Linked DNA regions of Oryctolagus cuniculus: region 2 is linked to region 1. The links are chromatin contacts, called in public Hi-C maps. All regions are on one chromosome and are shown on one strand. Each heading gives the region's core, a stretch centred on a gene start, on an enhancer-like site or on the middle of the called end of the contact. The rest is flanking DNA. Distances are from core to core; before and after follow the strand shown.

Evidence for each region. A called contact is a pair of places that touch in the nucleus more often than the background predicts.
Region 2: a contact with region 1 is called in a Hi-C map of an unstated tissue, with 6 times the contacts expected there. The contact joins the promoter of LOC100340079 here to the enhancer-like site in region 1. A contact is called at or near these places in 2 of 6 Hi-C or Micro-C datasets (psoas muscle and an unstated tissue).

The regions. Positions count from the first base shown.
Region 1 is chr7:148,837,978-148,842,110 of mOryCun1.1, reverse strand. No RefSeq gene overlaps it. Among named protein-coding and RNA genes, the nearest start is that of CDC42, 110 kb to the right of the region's middle. Within about 2 kb of position 2,205, at least 2 of the 8 cell types and tissues checked have an H3K27ac peak or open chromatin away from gene starts, as enhancers often do.
Region 2 is chr7:149,056,170-149,060,302 of mOryCun1.1, reverse strand. LOC100340079 reads right to left here and starts at 1,781. Exons shown (of 3, transcript XM_008265719.3): 1 at 1,652-1,781; 2 at 477-729; 3 at 1-249. The coding sequence starts at 180.

The DNA.
Region 1 (4,133 bases), core at 956-3,455:
TCCATCGTGTCGCTGGTGTTTCATTCTACAGGCGCACCACGATCCACTCACTCTCCTGTGATACACGTGTTAACTTAGGGCTTCTGCGTCGTTATTTCGAGCAGTGTTGATGTTGCGTCCACGTCAGGGCATGAGTGAAACATTGAGGAGCATTCCAGGGAGAGGCCGTGCAGAGCAGTGGCGCTCACTGTTCCCTGTGATCCACAAGTTCTGATTCCTATTTGGGGTGAGCAACTTGACCATGGGCTAGACCAGGTGAGCGTGGGAGTTTCTGGATCCCATTGTCCCCCTGGGCTCTGTGCTCCCCGTGGCCAAGTCCTGTGCTGACTGCTTACTCTGCTTGAATTCTCACACAACCTGTGCAAGGGAGGGCCTGGTGCTGTCCCCCTTGTGTTAACTGAGGCAGAGAGAGGTTAGGTCACCTGCCAGGGCCTCAAATGTTCTGTGGAGCCAGAATTCAAACAAACCCGGCTCTGATCCCATCACCCGCATTGAACTCAGAGCAGAGGGGCCCCGGTACCCTCTACTGAGATGTGGGAGCAAGAAGGCAAGAAGGACTGGTCCCAGCGAGGACTCCTGATGGAGGTGCCGGGCCCAGGGGCCCAGGAATGTTGGGAGCCGTCATCAGGCAGCAGGGAGGCCTGGCAGGAGGAGGCCTGTGGAGTTGGGCAACGAGGCTGGCGGACGCGGCTCTGTCCCTGCTTCACCTGCCCACCGCTTCCCTGCCCCACCCCGGGGCTGCCTGGCCTCCTCTTCTTACTCCCTTCCCCCCCATCAGTCTGCTGCCCACCTTTCTCCCTACCTCCCCTCTTTTTTCCTTCATCTTTTTTTTTTCTTTTTTTGACCGGCAGAGTGGACAGTGAGAGAGAGAGACAGAAAGAAAGGTCTTCCTTTGCCTTTGGTTCACCCTCCAATGGCCACCGTGGCCGGCGCGCTGCGGCCAGTGCACCACACTGATCCAAAGCCAGATGCCAGGTGTTTCTCCTGGTCTCCCATGAAGGTGCAGGGCACAAGCACTTGGGCCATCCTCCACTGCACTCCCTGGCCACAGCAGAGAGCTGGCCTGGAAGAAAGGCAAGCGGGACAGAATCCGGCGCCCTGACCAGGACTAGAACAAGGTGTGCCGGCGCCGCAAGGCGGAGGATTAGCCTAGTGAGCAACGGCACTGGCTCCTTCATCTTTCAAAAGTTGTAAAATTTATTTTCATTTACCTGAAGGCAGAGAGAGCTTCACTCTGCTGGCTCACTCACCAAATACCCACGACAGCCAGGGCAGGGCCAGGCTGCAGCCAGGAGCCCAGAATTTCATCCCATGTGGTGACAGGGACCCAAAGACGGGGCCGTCTGCATCTCCCAGACGCATGGCCACAGGAAGGGGGTCTGGAGCAGAGGAGGCAGGACGTGAACTAGGAACTCCGCTACTAAGCTGGTGTCCTGGGTGGCATCGTAACTGATGTCCCAATGCCTGCCCTACTGTCTTTATATCAGGGTCTCCACTCTTTGTGTTCCCCCAGTTCCTCATCCATGCATGCATGCATCCATCCATTCACTTACTGATCAACTCATCAGTCCATCATCCATTCATATATCATTCATTCATCTAACAAGAACCAAGATCCACCTCCCTGCCAGGACACTGGAGTCTCAGAGATGCATTGCCTGCAATTGGCGGTGAGTGCATCCGCCCCACTGAGCTCCCCCCCTATGGAGGGGGTAGAGCCTCTGACACTTGTCCTCCCACCCAGAGAGAGCCTGGAGTGACCACCGTGGAGACCACATCAGGGCTGAGAGTCCCGGGACTGTGGGAGGGGCCGCGGGGACTGCCCTCACCTCCTGCCTGCAAATTAGGTTGTCAATTCCATTTAGGATCTTCCAGTTTGGGGTTCTCGTCAGACACGTTTAACGTCCTGGCCTCTTCCAGGCCCCAGTCACAAGGCTGCGGTAGGCAGCAGGGAGAGAGAAATTTGCTTTATGGTGGGAGGGGGGAGGATGGACAGTGGGGTAATGTGGATGTGGCTCATGTGGGGGAGGGATGTGTGGAGTGTGTACAGGCAGGTGCCAGGGTGTGAGTTCTGGGTGTGAGCTCATGCCCTGTGTTCTGGGCGTGGGGAGAGGAGCAAGGCACGAGCCTCATCTGGACACAGCAGGTGCTCGGGGGAAAGTGTGGGAAGGTGAGCAGCAGCCTCTCACACTGGGACGGGGCATCTCTGAGACGGGTGGGTGGGGCCCTCTGTCCGTGACCCACCCTGCCTTGCTGCCTTTCCCTCCTGGTCTAACTCCCTGCTGTCCTTCTTCCTGGTCACCAAGCAGTTAAACACAGTCCAGTCCCAGGTCAGTGAAGGCAACCGCCCGGGAGCAGAGGCCAGCACACCAAGGCCAACAGAACCCAGGGGTGGCAAGAGGCCGGGTTGGTGGCAAAAGCTCTGAGCAGCTGAACTAACCAACCAGTGGCTGCTCCTCCTTCCAGCTCGCAAAGAAAAGCTTTGGCGCATGTGGCTGTGTGAACGTGGTCATCTGTTTGTGGCCAAAGCTCTACCCATACAGCCCTCTCCAAGGACAGGTTCCTTGGGAAGGACAGATGGAGAGCCAGATGTGGCCAAGCCATGTAGTGCACAGTGCTGGTGTGTGAGAGTGTGTGTGTGTGTGACAGAGAGACAGTGAGAGAGAGAGAGAGAGAGAGAGAGAGAGAGAGAGAGAGAGAGGCGGTGTGCATTGAGCCCACCAGGTGCCAGCCACAGGTGCCAGCCATGCAGAGCTGCCTTGTGTCAGGTTTGTGAGCTTGCACGTTTCTCACGTCCCACTTGGTCCCTCCATCAGGTCCTGCATTGACAGAACCAAACCAGTGAGCAGGGAGAGCACCAGGCAGAGGGGTCAGACAGGTGGAGGATGCCCTGTGACACTGCTGCTGCGCCCGCGGGCTGTGAGCTCCCAGGGGAGAGGGCCTCGCCTGTCTTCTCCGTGCAATCTCGCAGGGACCAGGAGTGTGCCCGGGATCTCGGAGGTGTTCAGTAACTCTTGGCTGAGTGTGTGTGTGTTGGCAGGGCCACAGACTATGAGCAAGGAAGAGGGGGCTTCCACCAGCAGCGCCCCCATAGGGTTGCACAGTGGCACAGCTGAGTGTCTGCCCACAAGGCCTTGAAGAGGAGGCCAACGAGAGGGACTGAGATGGCACGGTGGCTTCCGAAGGTCCTTCTGCCTGAGCCCAAGCAGTGGGCCAGGACCCACTGGGACTACACAAGGGTAAGGGTGGGAGACATCTTATTCAGTTTTGTTTGGAGTTGGGGGGTTGAGTCCCCTGTGATCATGGGTGACCCCCGTCAGCCCTGGGTTTTCTGGGCAGGAGCTTCCCACAGTCCCCGTGGGACCCTGTCTGACCCAGATGCGCCACAGTGGGCTCAGGCGATGTCTGACCCGCCCCTCTCCTCGGGAGCCCCATCCTGGGCCCCGCCCCCTCCTTGCTCAGTGCAGGGCCTGGGGAAGGTCTCTGGGTGCAAAGCTGAGCAAATAAACACGCCCAGGCCCAGAGGGAGTGCAGCCAGGGAGGGCAGGGCTGTGCTATCACCGTGTGGAGGTTTCCCCACACTGTGCCTGTGAGCACACGCTGTCCTCAGCCCGCGTAGATTGTGTCTTGAGGGGTAGACATAGCTGTCCACCCCATGCATGATCTAAAACAGCAAAAGCACCTGCTACATTACCCTTCTTTGCAAGAATCTCCCCCAGGGCTTGATTTCATTGGCAACTGGTGCTGAGGACTCTGCCGTGGCCCTGCGGGTGAAAACACAGCTCCTGCCCTCACTCCCCAGCCACACTGCCGTCTCCCACCTTCGTGGGGTTTGCAGAACCCGGAGCAAGGAGGCCTCGGAGTTTCCCTGCAGGCGGCCGCAGCTGTCTGCGCTCCATCAGGACGGTGTGTGCGGGCCAGGGGGAGAGTTCCCGGGGGCTGTACCGGCCATGCTGATGGCGACCGCTGGGCGATCTTAGCCCAGCAGCCCCAGGGCTGGGCGCCGCAGGGCCTCCCTCCCTGTCACCCTTCACACTGCGCTGCCCACCAGTCAGTGGTCCAGAAAATACATCTCCACGTTGTATTGTTTGAACACACTGGAGTGTGCTTCATTTGGGGCTTCCTTTGGCTGG
Region 2 (4,133 bases), core at 532-3,031, 220 kb before region 1:
CGAGTGGCTGCTGCAGCTGCTGAACTCGGAGCCACTCGGGGTGCGTGGGCGCTTGAGGCTGTTCGCCCCATTCAGGCTGGGGCTCTGGGTCCAGCCTGGAGCTCGGGCTGGAAAGGATGCGTTGTAGGGCTGCCTCAAGCGGCTGTGAGCATTGGAGTGGCTCACCTGGCGTCCAGACATTGTCCCAGCTGGACGGATCAAGCTTCACGACTTTGTCCCGACTGGACAGATCAGGGTGAGTTGCCTGGGCTGGGAGGAGAGAGTCAGATCAGCTCACAGGGGCTCCCTGCCACCTGCCCCAGAGGCTTCCTCCCCAGGTGTCCCCTGGAAGTCCGGCCTCGCTCCCTCTCCCCACCCTCGCTTCTTCCAAGAACAGGAAGGAAACCAGGAGGAAGTAAAGACCCTCAGGCGATGGAGAAAAACAGGGCTGTGTCTTTTCTTTTCACTCTAGCCCACATTCTGAAATTCTTATTCACCTTTGAAGCTGGGGCTCCAGCAGACCACAGGGACTAAGGACTGAATCTCTAACGGCGAAATTCCAAGCAGAGATGGGCTTTCGGTAATCTCAAGCAGCTAACCAGCTGAGCAACGCACCCTCACGCTAGAACAGCGCGTCTGCGCGTCACCGCTGCCCCCGTGCCCCCGTGTGCTCAGCCCCTCCCTGCAGCTCTCACAGGGACTCATTCGCTGCCCGCCACACGGCAAGGGGTAGTTCTGACTGTCCCAGTCCTGGTTGACAGATGGGGAAACTGAGGCTCAGAGAGATGACGTGACTTGCCTATGATGACTCAACTTGTCAGTGCGGGGGTGCGGGTGCCAGGGTCCTGTCTGGGGTATGTCCGGTGGCCCCCGACAGACAATGCTGTGTTGTCACGGGTGACCTTGGCCCCCCTCCCAGTCTTCTGGCCATGAGTTCCCAGCATACCTGCTTTGCCTGACTGCATGGGGGCGCCCGTGGGGAGAAGGTCGATGGAGAGGGGTGCTAGCTAATCGGTAACCCTGCTGACCTGGGCTTCGGGGGAGGCCCAAGGGAGAGCAGGAGCAGCCGATGTGACAGGGCAACTCCGGGCTGGGCCGGCAGGACCAGAAGGTTTCAAGTTCTTTGGCCTCGATCCCCTTTGAGTCATCTCACAAGAGGAGGGGCTGTGGGGTTCCCACTTCTCCTCGTCCCAAAGTGGGCATTTCTGGAGCCCAAGACACGCCCAGGCCGAAGAAGTGCCTGGTCTGTTTAACTCCTCTTATCCCCGGGCCTGCTCGGACACAACCAGGGCAGGGGAGTCCCTGTTGTCCCCTTTGGTCCCCCAGTCCTGACCCTCCCACGTTTCCCCCACCCCTGCCCAAAGGAACGTTCGGACTTCTCTCTCTGGCTACTGCCAGCTCGCTGCTGATTCTCCATGGCTGCCTGGCGAAAGAGGAGGATTTGCGCTCATCCCGCCCAGAAAACAGCTGCCTGCCCCTCTCGCAGCCCACAGCCCCTCAGCTGCCCTTGTCCTTTGGGTCTGAAATGGGTGGAATGTCCATACCCAGGGCCTCTTCCCTCCCTGGTCCAACCCCACCCCATCTCCGCCCTTGGACAAGCAGGAGGCGACTGAGGGCTGAGCCCATGGGACCTACCCTCCCTGCCTGGCTGCTGGGCCCTCTCCCCTCTCACTCTGTCTTTTGGGAGGTAGATGACTTAGACCTCCTCTTGCTCTCCACTGGGGATACCCTCATGCCGCCACTCCAGACTGCTGGCCATGTCATAGAATCATGGAATCCTAGAGCTGGGAGGGGCCTCCAGGGTCATGCGGGTCAGGCCCCTGCCTCAGGGCCAGCGCCGCTTTAAGCCTGCTGGGACAGATGGGCTCTATTTTTGAAATGAGGCTGGGGTGGCCGTGGTCCAGAGTTCCTTGTTGTTTTCCTCGGGTTTAATTATGCTGAGAGCCAGAAAGTTCTATGCTAGCCCAAACATAATTCCTGCTTGCTGTGGTCAGCATCAATTTCTTTTCCTATCTCCCTGGGTCAGCAGCAAACAGGTATCAAGTCTCAAGTGCTGTCCCTGCAGCTGGCCCATCCATGGGCATAGGGACATAACGCTCTCCTGCCTTCTTGCCTCTCCTGCCTGCAACCCCACGTTGCCCAGGGGTGCTCGCCTAGCAGTTAGAACACCCACGGCCCACACTGGAGGGCCTGGATCTGAAGCCTGGCTCCGGTTCCTGATTCCAGTTTCCAGCTAATGCAGACCCTGGGAGGCAGCGGTGATGCCTCAGGTGGCTGAGCGCCTGCCACCCACGTAAGAGATCTGGGTTGAGTTCCTGGCTTCTGCCCTGCCCAGCCCTGGTCATTGCAGGCCTTTGGGGGGAGTGAGCCAGCAAATGGGAGTGCATACTCTGTGTCTCTCCTTCTCAAAAAATAAAACGACCCCACACTGAGCATCTGCTAGGTGTTGGGCTCTGGCCAGAATCCGAGGGCCCTCGTGGGGTAAATCTCAGCCCTCATTTTAGAACCCCAGGGCCCTCTGGCTTGTCGGGAGCACCCAGTACAAGTGCTGTGGGTGTGTGAACGAAATTCTCCTTGGAGGCCTGATGGTTTTTGCCTCTCTCCATCATTTTCTTTTCATGAATATGGAAAATGCAGTTTGGCTTTTTATTCCCAAAGATTCTCAAAGTTACTGAAAACTTAGAAGACAACGAACTCCCATTATATATATAAATATAAATATAATATATATAATGTACATAATATATATTATATGTATCTAATATATAACGGGAACTATATATATAAAATGGGAAGCATATATAAATATATACATATATATATATGCTTCAATCAAGTGCATGAATTGTTAGCGATGTTGCCGTAGCTGTCACCTGCACAATTCTGTGACTAACTCACAGACAGAAGTATTTTTTGCCCTGGATTATTTCCTCATGTCCCTCCTGCTAGGGGGTGTCGAGGGCATTTTCTTACATATGGATCCTTAAGTGATCAAATTCAGAGGTTTTGAAAAATTTCTAAGAATGTATTTATTTTCATTTTATTTGAAAAGAGGAGAGAGAGAGAGAGAGAGAGAGAGAGAGAGACACTGAGATCTTCCATTTGCTAGTTCACTCCCCAGATGCCCACAACGGCCAGGCTGAAACCAGGAGACTGGAATTCCATTCAGGCCTCCCACCGGGTGGACAGGACCCAGGTCCTCAGGCCATCGTCCACTGCTTCCCAGGCGCACTATCAGGAAGCTGGACCAGGAGCTGAGGAGCCTCAAACCAAGCATTTAGATGTGGGGTGTGGGCATTCCAAGCGGCAATTTAATCACTGTTCCAATTCCAAATATTTCAACTCGATCCAGCGTTATTATCTATTCAACAGTACGCGTTCCGATTTTGCCGGATGTCTCTAATGTTCTTCCCAGCAACCGCTTTTCTAGTCCAGGACCCGGGCAGGGTCGGGCACTGCACTCACCCCCATGTCTCTCTAGCTTCCTGGAAACTTGAAGAGTCTCTCAGCCTTCTTCTGTCTTCTAGGATGTAGACTTTTATTTTTTTTAAAGATTTATCTGCTTTTTTTGAAAGGCAGAGTTACAGAGAGAGAGAGATCTTCCATCCACTGGTTTACTCCCCAAATGGCCATAACGGCTGGAGCTGGGCCAGGCTGAAGCCAGGAGCTTCTTCCGGGTCTCCTATGTGGGTGCAGGGACCCAAGGACTTGAGCCATCTTCTACTGCTTTCTCAGGCCACAGCAGAGCTGGATTGGAAGTGGAGCAGCTGGGACTCAAACCTGTGCCCATATGAGATATGGGCACTGTAGACAGTGACTTAACCCGCTGTGCCACAGTACTGGCCCTTAGATATGATTTTTAACTGACACATAAAAATGGGGTACCATGTGATGACCCAGTGCCTGCATGCCTCGTGTGACTTCAAATCAGGGCAAACCTCCGTACTCGGTCGTCATGTCTTCATGGGACAGTGACATGATTGAAGAATGCAGGTGTGTTTGGGGAATGCTCTCTGGTGTGGGTTATCTGCTGTTTCCTCCTGACCAGACCCAGGACCACAAAGCGCTTTAGCACACAGAGCCCAGTGCACAGTCGCTGGGAGCGGAGGGCCTTTCACCCTGGGGTGGGGCGTGACAGTCCCTGAAGCAGGGAG